Regions from separate parts of the Anas platyrhynchos genome. Here region 1 is linked to region 2. The links are chromatin contacts, called in public Hi-C maps. All regions are on one chromosome and are shown on one strand. Each heading gives the region's core, a stretch centred on a gene start, on an enhancer-like site or on the middle of the called end of the contact. The rest is flanking DNA. Distances are from core to core; before and after follow the strand shown.

Region 1 (5,820 bases), core at 579-3,078, 50 kb after region 2:
TTTATGGCAATATTCTGTTTTCATACGTTGGCTTTAAGACCAAGGGTTGTGACGAAGATCAAGAACCCTATTCACAAGAGTACTATTTGAATAAGTGGACAGAAAATGGGATTCTCATTTCACAGCTCACATGTTCATGTTGTACTTTATAGTGCAGTAAACCTTGGCATATCTGCCTATTACAGAATACTAATCTGTGCTGTGCAGGTATTCAATATCTGCAGCATAAATTACTGTACTTACTGTAATTTTCAGGTAGAAAATCTTTCTAAAAACACTATCTGACACAGAATGTTTAGTTAAGTCAGTCATATTTGGAGCGTAGTTAATGCGTAGCGTCCTGGGACTGTAGTCAAGGTATCAAACTCAATTTAAGTTATCGGAATTGTGTCGACTGAAACCCAGCGATGACCTGATCTTGACAGGCTGGACCTGCATGATACGGCTTGGATTTCTAACCCAGTTATAACCTAGTCTTTAGCAAATTAATTTAGTTACGTGAGAAGAAAGGAAAGTCACTGACAAGTAGTGGGAGGGGTAAGGTTGTAGTTAAATTTTTCAGAGGATGCTAACTTCCTTCCGAGAGTAATTTAAGCACATAACACTAGGAAAAACTATTTCCAAGTGATGTAATTTCCTTGCAGTAACTCTCTTATTGCACTCTGCTGCTGGAAACACTTCCTACGAGCTTTGCTGCTGTAATGGCTTGAGCATTGGATCAAGTGCAAGTGCAGCCAGGGGTAGCTAACAGCAGCGGAGTTGAGAACTCGTGTAGAAGGAAAATATTTGTATGGCTTTCATAAGCTCTGGTACTGCTCCCTCTTTGTTATTGCATATAGGGCATTTTAAAATTAAGCAGATGAGGCCTAGAGGTTTTCCTAACATGCTACTTACTAGATATGTTTAGCTGTTATGTTCCCAGAGTTGGAGTTTCTGTAATATAGTTAATTATTAAGTATCACAGTTCATTAATCAAATTTCTGTTCCAGGTTTTGGGAGCTCTGAAGTTACGTTATTGAGTAAAACTTTAATTTGTAGATACTGGCCAAAGACAGCTTCTGTTTTTTCATTTCCTTTTTCTTCACGCAGAGAGTACACTCATATTCTGTGGTGTCCAGGTTAATATTTACTTTAAAATAGTGTATGTACATGATAAATTTCGGGCATAAAGACTGCAACAGCAGTTAAGTTAGTCATAACTGCATGCTTCAGCACTCCGCCACTTGCACTACAAGCAGAAGATAGCATTTCATGATACTGGTGCATTGTTGCTAAACATTGTAATGAAGGCCTCTCGTATACTCTGGTTAAATGACTGTCCAGATAGCCTTAGCAATTAACAAACTAGCATGAGGCTTTTGTATTTCAACACTCTATGTGCATAGACAATATCAGCTAGCCACTTGTACGTATGAAATCTGTAAGAACTTCTCAATCATTCAGTTTTCCATTTATCAAACTGAAATTTTTAGTATGTGAATTTTTGAAATGTACAGTGAATAGGATGTTGCACTGGTGGCAATTCATCATGGAGCATAATAAAATTAATTTGACCCAACTAGCGTAAAACTGTGTGGTTTTTAAGTGCTAATTGTGGCGCAGCGTTTAAAATAGATGTACATCTTGCTTACACGCTTCAAAAGCCATTTTGGTTGCCTAGCCAAGTTCACGAAGCAGTAAATAGCGGCTGTCAAATCACAGCGGTTTTGATGTCTGGAAAGTTGGATTGTGCTAGTGAATAAACACAATGAGTAAGAATGTGACACCCCGTGCTCCTGGCACATCTGACAGCTGCTCAGCAGCTTCTCTGGAAACAGCTACTGCTGCAGGCAAGTGCAATAATACGGCAACATTTCAAGGTCAAACAAACAGGGCTCCATTAATCCAGAGTGAATACTAACTAGTTAACTCTTCGCAATGAATGCTGCGACTTAGGAAGTTTTTAGAGATGTGAATCCTTGTCTTGTATGCTGCAGTACTTGGGCTTAGGACACTTCAGCCTGGTTTCCTCTAAACCACCTGAAGTCTGGCATTTTGAGTTTTTATCTGGTGTGTGCTTTCTTCTGAAGCTTATTGCTTCTCTGGTGTTTAGGCTGTAAGTGGAAGACAAAGTTGAAATTGTTGTGTAGAGGGTGTGCTGATTAAGTATATAAAGTTCTCTCTGCTCCATGACATGAAGCTTAAAAAATGTATTTGCAGAACTTCTTTTTTCTTATTTTTTTTCTTTGACAGTGGTTGCTTTCCCAAGTAAGATGTATGTAAAGAGGAAAAAGGAGATGTTCTTTTGTTTATAAGACTTACTGATCCATTGCAACAGCCTCTATCTAATCATTAGAGGAATTCCTGGTCTAATTAAAGCTCCTGAAGCTCAAGTACAGCGATAAGCAGCTTTATTTATAGAAAAGTGTAAATGGGTTAGGGAAGCTTAGAAGATACTAAACCTCTCTCAAGGGCCAGAGCTATCCTCTAGCACAGCAGTAGGGATGCCTGTTGCTCTGTATTTGTTTGTTGCCTAAAGTTTTCTTGCAAGCAAAAAAGGCACAGGGCAATGTAAAGTGGAACAGAAGCTGCGGAGGTTTAGTGTGCAGATTTGAGATTGGTTCTGGGTGACACCAGCCCCACGCTGTTCTCTAAGGTGGTGGTAAAAGCATGAGGATGTCTGCACAGTTACAGGGGAGACTTGATTATATCAACTAACTACTACAGCACATGTATTTTTTGTTTGAAGAAAAAAAAACATTAGTTGGAAATCACTGGTTTCAAAAGGGTGAACACGTTGAGAAGAGAAATAGTATTGTTGCATCAATACTGAAATACAAATAGATGTTTTTGACAAATTTTATTTTGTGCTGAATTTTACAGTATTTGCAGAGCAACCTGCTCAGGTGAGCCTGAATAGTGATTTATCAGTTCTTCAAGTTTTTATTCTAGTGGGGTTTAGGGTAATGCCTGCAGGACTTGCCCATCTTTAAACAGCTTAATACGTGCTTGCACTGGAGAATCTAGGTATTTTACATTTATTGTATTCTATTGGTTAGTGCTGACAAACACAGTCTGTTTTACTAGTGATCTGAAAAGTTCTTAGAGTCTTTTTGGAGTGAACTTAAGCCATTATTTTGTGCTTTTCCCTCCCTGAATGTTAATTGTCTCTTCTGAGTTTTGTTTTTCCAGCATTATGAATTTTATACTTGCTACTTCAGGACTGGTGGTGTGCAAGGTTTTCTGAGAAAAAGCTTCAGAACTTATAAAAAATACAGAGGAAGTTCTATAAGAGCAATAACCAATGTTATGTTTTTGTATGCCCCAGCTGGGGGACACAATAGTATCTGGAGTTTAAGGCTTGGGAATAAGAAATATAATGCGTGTATCATATATCAGACACAAAGTATTTGCTTAAATGCCATCGGCAGGCACACAGAATCGCAGTTGGCTCTTATGAATGTTGATGCCAAAAACCAGGCAACTACCAGAGCAGCTGAGCTGGATTTGGAGCCCTCTGTTGTGAGGTGGGGCTATCTTGTATGCTCAGGGTTCAGACTGCTCGGAAGCTTGTGCCTTTTTCTCAGCCCCCACCTCATTTTTACTGGATGCTACCATACAATTAACACCTTAATCCGTACAGAATAGATTACTGAAATTTACCTTCTGTCCCCAAGATGTGTAAGAATGAGAGTACTTCAGGAGAACAAGCAAACCACTCTGGTATCTGTTATGTTAAACAGTGGTCAGGCCTGGATTTGATATTTTTTACTATGCTAATAGTGGATTATCTGGTACAAAATCAAATAGCAAGGTCTTTGTATCAAAATTGGTGTCCAGATCACTTAAAAGAGAAACTATAGACGGTGATACTGCTGTTGGGTATGCTTTTGAAATGGGCATGCTATTGATTAGTACTCAGGATTGCACCCAAGCCGTATCTGTGCAACATGTTGCCCTTTTCATATGTGAAATCAATATAATTCTTGGGTGAAAAGTGTAGCAAATGGTACGTGGACCTTTTTATTTCTCCACCATGCCTACATTTTGCCAAACAAATAATACATTTTTAGACATATTTCTAGATGACCTTTCCAACACTTGTGTCTGAGAGGCAGGCATACTGTGGTTTAGAGAGGGAACTACTGATTTTCTTGGCAGGAGGTCTCCCTGCAGACTCTGTGTTCTTAGAAAAGTATTTGAATATAGCACATTACGTTGGTGATGTGTTCCTCAGCCAAACGACCTGTCACATGTGGGTTACTGCTTATGGAGAGAATAGTTCTTATGATTTTATTAATAATAATTTACCATAGTTCTTTATGAATTACCCCAATTCTAATGCAAGCTATCACATAAAGCAGAATTCTTACCAGGCTAGGAAAAAAGGAAAGTTACCAACAGAATTAAGTCCTCAGCAAGGTGCCTGGGAAGCAGGAACATCCCTACTGCTGGGATTAGTGGCTAAAACTGAAATAAACACATACCAAGAGTGTTCAGAGATCTGGAGAAAAAAAAAAAAAAAAGAGTTGACTGCAACTCTGCAGAAGGAACTATAGAGTCCAGTAGAGCAAGACAAAGAAAAACATTTTATAATATCATTCTATAGTGTTTAAAATGGTTTCCTTTGTGTTATAATGTTCTCTCTGCCGGCATTGCAGAAGCTAGGATGGCTTTCTGCAAGATGGCTTTCTTGCTAAACGTCCTACCCAGATAATTTATCTTTTTCTCACAGATACGCTGTCCTATCTCAGCCCTCACTCCTCTCAGGCATTCTGGTCTTCACTACAAACGTCTTAACTCCTGAACATCTTTCCAAACTTTAACTCCAAGGTAGTAGTACACTTGCCTGAAAAATACTTTCAGCAGCCTCCACAGCATGTGGGTGCAGCTGTAATACATGAGCTGTTTCAAAGTGAACAGAAGTTGTCCTGCTGTGGACACCTCGTGGTAAAAAATGGTCTTCTCTATGTATTTATCTGAAGGATGCTCAGAGGTAGAGAGAGCTCTGTGTTGATTGCAGTCGTGGGCAGCGTGAGAGATGGGTGGCTGGTAAAAGGGCAGCTGTAATCCAAGCTGCATTTTTCAAGGAGTCAACCCAACATACATCTCCGTGGGCACAGAAAACAAAAAGAGCAAATACTGCTCTTACTTTGCCTTTCTTTCTGGTAGCCTGGTTCATCAAGTATGCAGACTCTAGGCTGTGGAGCTCAGGAAATCACAGGGACCACGGGCAGTGACTGGCCAGGGTGGTGATCGCTTCTGTGAGAGGAATCTGCCTCCTCAATCTCTGTCCAGTCTGGAGATGGTACCTGGATCTCAGATCAGTTTAGAGCAGTGTTCTTTGTACATCTATCTGTGTACATCACAGATGCTAGCTAACCAAGAAATCTTCAGCTACACTGTAGTGTAAGGTATTTAGTGAGACCTGTGCATTCTGCCAACTGGAATCACTGCACTGTTACCTGCAGACAGAAGGGACCTGCCTCCTGCAAGGCTGTGGCTGTGGCCCCCTGGTTGGAATCAAGTGCTGTGCTCATTGAAGTTGTTAGTCATGTTTCCACTGTCAGAACAGCCTTTCTGTGAGACCTGAAATCAAGGAGAATGAGTGAGGTACAAGATGAGATCATTATAGACCTTCATAGTTCCTGACCGATGCAACCAGACTCCTTTAAAAATCCCTTATGTCCCTCCCCAGACTGCTTTCAGCACTAAGCCTCCTGCCTTCAGCCCGCTCCTCACACGTCCCATCTCTGCACAGACAGAAGTCTAACCTCAAGCAGATCATCTCAGTGCTCTTTTGGAGGCAACTCCAAAGAGCAGTGCCCACCATGGAGGACT
Region 2 (6,155 bases), core at 2,443-4,942:
CTTCAGTCTGCTCACTGTAGCAGCGAGGACACGCTTCTGCCAGCCAGCCCACAAAGGGAGAGGATTCTTCCCACTGACACTACAGTTCCATATTCATAAGGAGTCAGCAGAGGCTTTACTAATTAATTGTCTACTTTGCAACATCTGTGGCTACTTCATGTCCTTCTGTGTCTGAAAATTATAGGATATAAATACAATATAGAGAAGAAAAAAAAAAAAAAAACACGACAGATTCCAGATCCTCTTTATTCCAGCCTATTACCTGCCTGTAACAGATCATACAAAATCTCTGTGAGAAGGGAAATACAGTGACTGAATCTGAACTGAGCTCTAAGTTAACAGATGATTCAGTCACCTCCACAGAAGGCTGCAGTCCCTAAACTTTTAAACGTTTGGTGCACGGGGAGTAGAAGTGAGTGAGCTTGTGAGTAAGATAGTTAATATGCTATTTATCGTTGGTTCAGCAACGATTTATACCCAATTCCCTTAAACGAGGTCTATGCAGAGAAAAACAATGCGGTTTACTTAAAAAAAAGAGAACTTGTATCTTCACAGCTCAAAAACCATTTCCAACCACAATGAGAGTTCCTCTTTTTTGGTTACCACAAGCGGTTTTGTAGTACATGGACTGGTGTTTTCTACAGGCCCAACCAGAAAGGGTGTTGAGGGAAACGAGCCTGTCCTTTCTTTTGTCCGTTCTTCTGCTGCCCTGTTGACATACCCCTTCAGTGTGGTGACACTAATCATACGTTCACAACTTTGATCTCCCCCAGCCATGCTTTTGTGGTTGCTGCAGCAATGTTTGCACTTGTACCGTGCTGCTCCACTTGCCATTGATGATGAGATCGAAGATAGAAGGCTGGAGATGTTTTCCGTTGAGATCTACATTCACCTTTAAGCCTGGTTGTTCTTTGGTGTAATGAGCTGTCTCTTCACCTTATGGATGGGACAATAAGACAACTGCACTGTATGACTTAAATTCAGTATTGGGACAAAAATCAAGATTTGAGAAACACAGTGCCGCTATTTAATAAATAAATAAATAAATACATAAAATAAATAAATAAATAAAAACTCCTTGGAAAACTAACTTCTTGCACTGAGAAAATTTAGAACTTCAAAAAAACTTTGAAATATACTCTGATTCATAGCTCTAGAAAAATCAACTTTAAGTAGAAAGTCTTGCTCAGCTTTTTACTCCACTTTCAATTGCAAAATGCTATTTTTGAAATCTGGTGAATATTTAAACTCTGAAACTCACAGTGTGTAACTTCAGCCTAGTTATGGAATTCAATTTGCAGCTGGCAAAAAAATTACTGGGAAAAATAGAGGTCCCCATTTAAAGATGAACTTCAGAGACACATAATTTCTGTCAAAGGTAAGCCTGACAAGGATAATAAAATCTGTTTATTAAATACATATTTATAATGTAACACTTTAAAATCATTACAGGTGCTTATACTGACATAAGAATGTCACTTTTGATATACTCCAGTTCCTTGGCCTTATGAGTTGGTATCTTAAATAGAATAAATGCAAATGAAGAGCAGTTTCCCACAAAGTTTATTGGCATCAGGAGTGGGCAACACAGCTCGAAGCTGCTTACTGCAGTACATGCAGAGGAAAGCTTAGGATAAAAAATGACAGCATCTTCCCTAAGAGAGGTCAGAAAGAACACTGCAATTTCTTCAAAATATAGACAGGTAGTTCTGGTTGGTGGCTTTGCTTAGCAGAATTTTGTTGAAACTGGATGTTTTATGCAGGAATAGCAGCTCTTTGCTGATATTACTTCAATTGTAAATACCAAAGGCAAAAATCTATTTTTCTTCGGGTACCTTGTACTCATCAGCAGATACTGATATTTCCATTTCACTTCAGGACTCGCTGCTTTGCCATGACACAAAAACAGAAACAGCTTTTGCATAATTAATGAAACACAAGATCTGAAAATAGCCCTTTTTTCTTCCCTTTCCTGTCTACCCCTATTAAAAAAGCATACAAAATCCTAACAATAGAGCCTGAAGGTTAAAAGGCCCTTAAGAATAGCTACCAGCCAGCTGGTCTGAGAGGAACAGTGTGAAGCAAAAAGTATCACCCAGAACTCTGAATGGAAGGATCTACACAGTAAGGAACAAACAGTAAAAGTTAACAGAAATGAGTGAGGAAAGAAAAGCAATGAACATAACATGTCAGAGAGGTGAGGAAAGTACCAGCATTTACCTGTGAAAGGTGCATTATATTTTTAGCTATTACACTATGACCACCAAGACACATACAAAATTTCCTTGAAACAGGCTCTGGCTGTAAAATTGTGAAAAGAAGGAAAGAAAGAAAAAAGAAGTGCCTTGTAAAGTGCTTCCATGTGTTTTATCTCTTCACATACGTTTTCAACAAACGGAATGCTGCCAATTCTTTAGCTAAAATATTTCCCCTTCCACTAAAATATGCACATACTTACACAAGAAAGGAATGAAAGTGAAGTACCTATGACTGCTGAAAAATAATTTGAAAGAACTGGTTCCTACTGTTTGCTGTTCCTTTATAGCAAAGACCCAAGCCACTTCTGTGAGCTCTGCACACTGAGGAGTCCTTTGTGCATGTATTTTAAACTCTTTTTATGCTAAAAGCTCGGGATTTTCCACTATGTCCTGTCTTCCTTATATTTTCGGACACAGCTACAGGCTCTTTTAAGCATGGTGAACAGGGCCTGTAAGCAGAGCAGAAGGGGTTGCCATCTGTTCCTGCCCAATCTTTTGGGAGGATAGGAAGAGAACTCAGCACAGCTTCACATAAGATTTGTGTTCACACGTTTTCTTCCTGTGTTCTTCTAGCTCCTTTCTTCCTGTGCTTCATCGGCTCTTCCCTTTAAAACAAAGTCAAACATGACGGGGGAATTGCTTTAGCGTCTTCCAGATGGGCAATTAATTGATCAGAGGAGGTGAAGCTGCCATACACACCACTCAAAAACACCGAGAAGACTAGGAAGGTGCTCACCTAGCCACCTCTTTTTCACCTTTGTCTTCACCTAGCCCTCACAAGCATTTCTTCTGGGCAGCTGGAAGCCGGACGGGGCACATGGCAGCTGTGCCAAGGATCTTGAAGCTTCCAAAGGCCTTCGGCCTCCATCTCCGCTAGTGTCATGTGGGGAGAAGTGGGGGTGATGAGAAATCCGTCTGACAACGCTGCCTGCATACAGGAGGTCTCCTCGGCAGCTGACCCCTCAGGGAGCCCAAAATTCCTGCTAACACCTTTCGTTATTTCAGCTCCAGCTGCAGAAGGCAGTGCCAGGCGGGGTTCAGGGCTCGGATCCCTGCTGCTCCCTGCCTGTGTGACCGCGCAGAGGGACCCGCTGCCGCACCGCCAACACCGCCCACCCTGCACCATCCACCCGGTGATTTGCACGGTGGAACTATTCACGGAAACCTGCTTCTTTCAGAGAGAAAAGGCCAAAAAAAAAAAAAAAAAAAACGTTCTGGAGTTACTCGTTGAACGGCTTTTGACTTAAAAACCCTGAGAGGAGCCCAGTGCCGGGCTCCAGCCGCGCTCCGCCTGCCCCCATCCCGGCAGCGGCGGCGCTAAGCCCCGCTCCTTCCTCTTCCCCTCGCCCTTCCTCCTCCTCTTCTCCTCCTCCTCCTCCCGGCAGGTATTTAGGGGGGAGGCCGGCGGGGAGAGGCCCTGGGCGAGGCGAGGCCGCGACGGGGCGGGAGCGGAAGGGAAAGGGAGGGAAGGAAGAAGGGGAAAAGGCGGCGGCGGCGGCGCTCTCGCTCCGTCTCTCGCCGGCCTCCCCTCCGCCCGCCGTGGTCTCGCCCGCCCCCGCTGCCATGTTGGATCGTGCGGCCGCCGGAGCCGGGCCGAAGTTGGAAGTTTAGCCCGGCGCCCGGGGCGGGCGGCCAGCCAGCCATCGGCCGGGCTGCCCGCCGCCCTCCGTCCCCCCGGCCCCCAGCGGCAGGCTCCGCCATGCGGCTGCCGTGAGGCGGCGGCTGGACGAGGACGACGACGAGGAGGAGGAGGAGGAGGAAGAAGAGGAGGAAGAAGAAGGGGCCGAGAGCGCCAGCGCTTGCAGGGCGGCGAGGGAGGGCAGCGCCGCCGGGCCGGCCCCGGCCATGAGCGGCGCCCCGCAGCAGCAGCCCCCGCAGCCGCGGCGGGTCACCAACGTGGGCTCCCTGCTGCTCACCCCGCAGGAGAACGACAGCCTCTTCGGCTTCCTCGGCAAGAAATGCGTGGTGAGCCCCGCGCCCGGAGGGGACCGGCTCCAGGGGGGCGTGGGAGGGGGGGAGGGGGCTCCCCCTGCCTGCTGCCCACCGGAGCTCCGGGGACGGAGGGACCGGGCCGGGGGGGCTCGGCCGGCGGCCCCGGGAGGGGAGCGGGCACAGCCGGCCGGGGAAGTTTGGCCGCCCCGCCAGGCCGGGAGGAGCCGCGGCAAGGCCCGGGCCGGTGCTAGGCCTGCCTCGGCCGGGCCGGGCCGGGCTGGGGGGGCCCCGGGGCGGCATCCTCGGGGGGCTGCTCGGGGAGGGCACGGCGCTGCCGGGGGACCAGCCGCGGAGCCAGTTCTGCCTCCCCACAGAGCCTCCGTGTGCGCTAACGTGAGGCTGTACCCGCCTGTGCTCGTAACAGGCAGCTTCCGAAGTCGGCTTTTGAGTTCTTCACCCGCAGAATATCTTCTCGCGTGTTGGTGTAAAGCTGCCCAGCTGTGTTTACCAAGCGGCCGCTTGACAGCTTCAAAAGTCAGTTTTCCAGTTCTTCATCTTCAGAATGCCTTCTTGTGTGCTAATGCAAAACTCTGCTCATCCCTATTTTTAAAAAAAACAACCACTGAACAGCTTCAGCAGTCAGTCTCCTTTTGAAAAAAATATGATTCTTTCAGAAAACCAAATCACTGTATTGCTGAAAAAATGAAACGAAACCTGCTCCTCTTGTGGAAACGACCATTTGGGAGCCATTTCCGATGGGTACCCGGCGCCCTGGGATGCTCCGTGCCCGGCACGGGAGCGCTGCGGTGCCGTGGGGATGTTTTATGGGTGGGAAGTTGTGGCTCGGAGCAGGACGTCGGTGATCACGGTGCTCCCGCATAGCTCTGGACTTTGAAATGGTGCTGTGGGTCAGGTCAGCCCCGTCTCCCTCAAGGGAAACGAGAGGTGTAGTGCCCGAACAGGAAGCAGGTGATGTTTACGCTGGGGTGAGCTAAATCTGAGATGCTGTCACAGCAATTAGGTTAAAACTGGTCGGAAGGTGTGATCACAAAACATGCAAAGAGAAGACTTTTTTTTTTTTGTGAAGTAATGCATATGTAAGAAATTTTTCATTGAAATATTTTCAGGCACGCATTTCACATGTTTAGCTCTTTGGCAAAAAAAAAAAAAGTAAGACACCTCCAAATTAAAAAATAGTGGAGGAACTTGTGTGTTTAAATTTGTTTTCCTTCAATTCAGATTTTTCTTGCCAAGTGAACACTTTGTTACGCTCAGCTGTAACACTCACCTACTCAAGTTCTCAACTCTTCTGCATAAATAACGTTTAAGGCAGGCTTTGGAGGTAAATATCTCTGTAGTATCTGGGTGATGTGATCTGTGGCAGGTTGATAGCTTTGTAGACATGACTTGCTTCATGTTTTTTTGTAGTTAAGCATTCTTGTGGCTTATGCTGAATTTTGGATGACTTTCCAGTTGAGGCTTCCCCAGCTGTGGCCTGTTCCTTCCCCTTTTCCCCCTGCCCTGTATGATTTCCAGGCTAGGTACAGGCTCATCTTACTGTAGTGGAGGGTCTCTGCCATATACCTGAGGGCTCAAGTCCAGAAGACCATCAGAGTTCCAGAGACACTAAATCTGATTTTTTAGGCAGAGCCAAACATGGTGGCAGTTTGGAAACTGATTCCTGAACAGCTTAAACATCTCTGTCTCAGGGATGGAGTGGGCACCTGGGGATGGATGGTAACTGCCTCAGCTGTCCGGTTTGAGTCCAAAATGCCCATCAGAGCCTGTTGGTGTGCTCGATGCTATTGACCTTCTGGCTCGACTGTAACTCAGTGGCAGCACGCTGTGCTGGTGAATGCCCTTTTGCTGTAATACTCGTGATATTTGATCTCTCAATATCCACATTTGAATTATTCATTGGTGATACTTCAGGCAATAAATGGTGCTTTTTAGGAAAGGAAAACT

Evidence for each region. Hi-C and Micro-C count contacts between places; a contact is called where the count stands out from the background.
Region 1: a contact with region 2 is called in a Hi-C map of small yellow follicle, with 2.4 times the contacts expected there. The contact joins the enhancer-like site here to the promoter of WASL in region 2. A contact is called at or near these places in 5 of 8 Hi-C or Micro-C datasets (F5 follicle, liver, skeletal muscle and 2 more).

Annotation. Positions count from the first base shown.
Region 1 is chr1:23,406,208-23,412,027 of IASCAAS_PekinDuck_T2T, forward strand. It overlaps WASL (WASP like actin nucleation promoting factor), which reads left to right. Exons shown (of 12, transcript XM_027458119.3): 12 at 1-1,558. Among named protein-coding and RNA genes, the nearest start is that of LMOD2, 24 kb to the right of the region's middle. Within about 2 kb of position 1,829, at least 2 of the 8 cell types and tissues checked have an H3K27ac peak or open chromatin away from gene starts, as enhancers often do. A contact at or near this core is called in small yellow follicle, where this site is marked.
Region 2 is chr1:23,354,278-23,360,432 of IASCAAS_PekinDuck_T2T, forward strand. WASL (WASP like actin nucleation promoting factor) reads left to right here and starts at 3,693. Exons shown (of 12, transcript XM_027458119.3): 1 at 3,693-4,223. The coding sequence starts at 4,104. It overlaps LOC119717008 (a long non-coding RNA gene), which reads right to left and starts at 3,543. Exons shown (of 2, transcript XR_011806814.1): 1 at 2,485-3,543.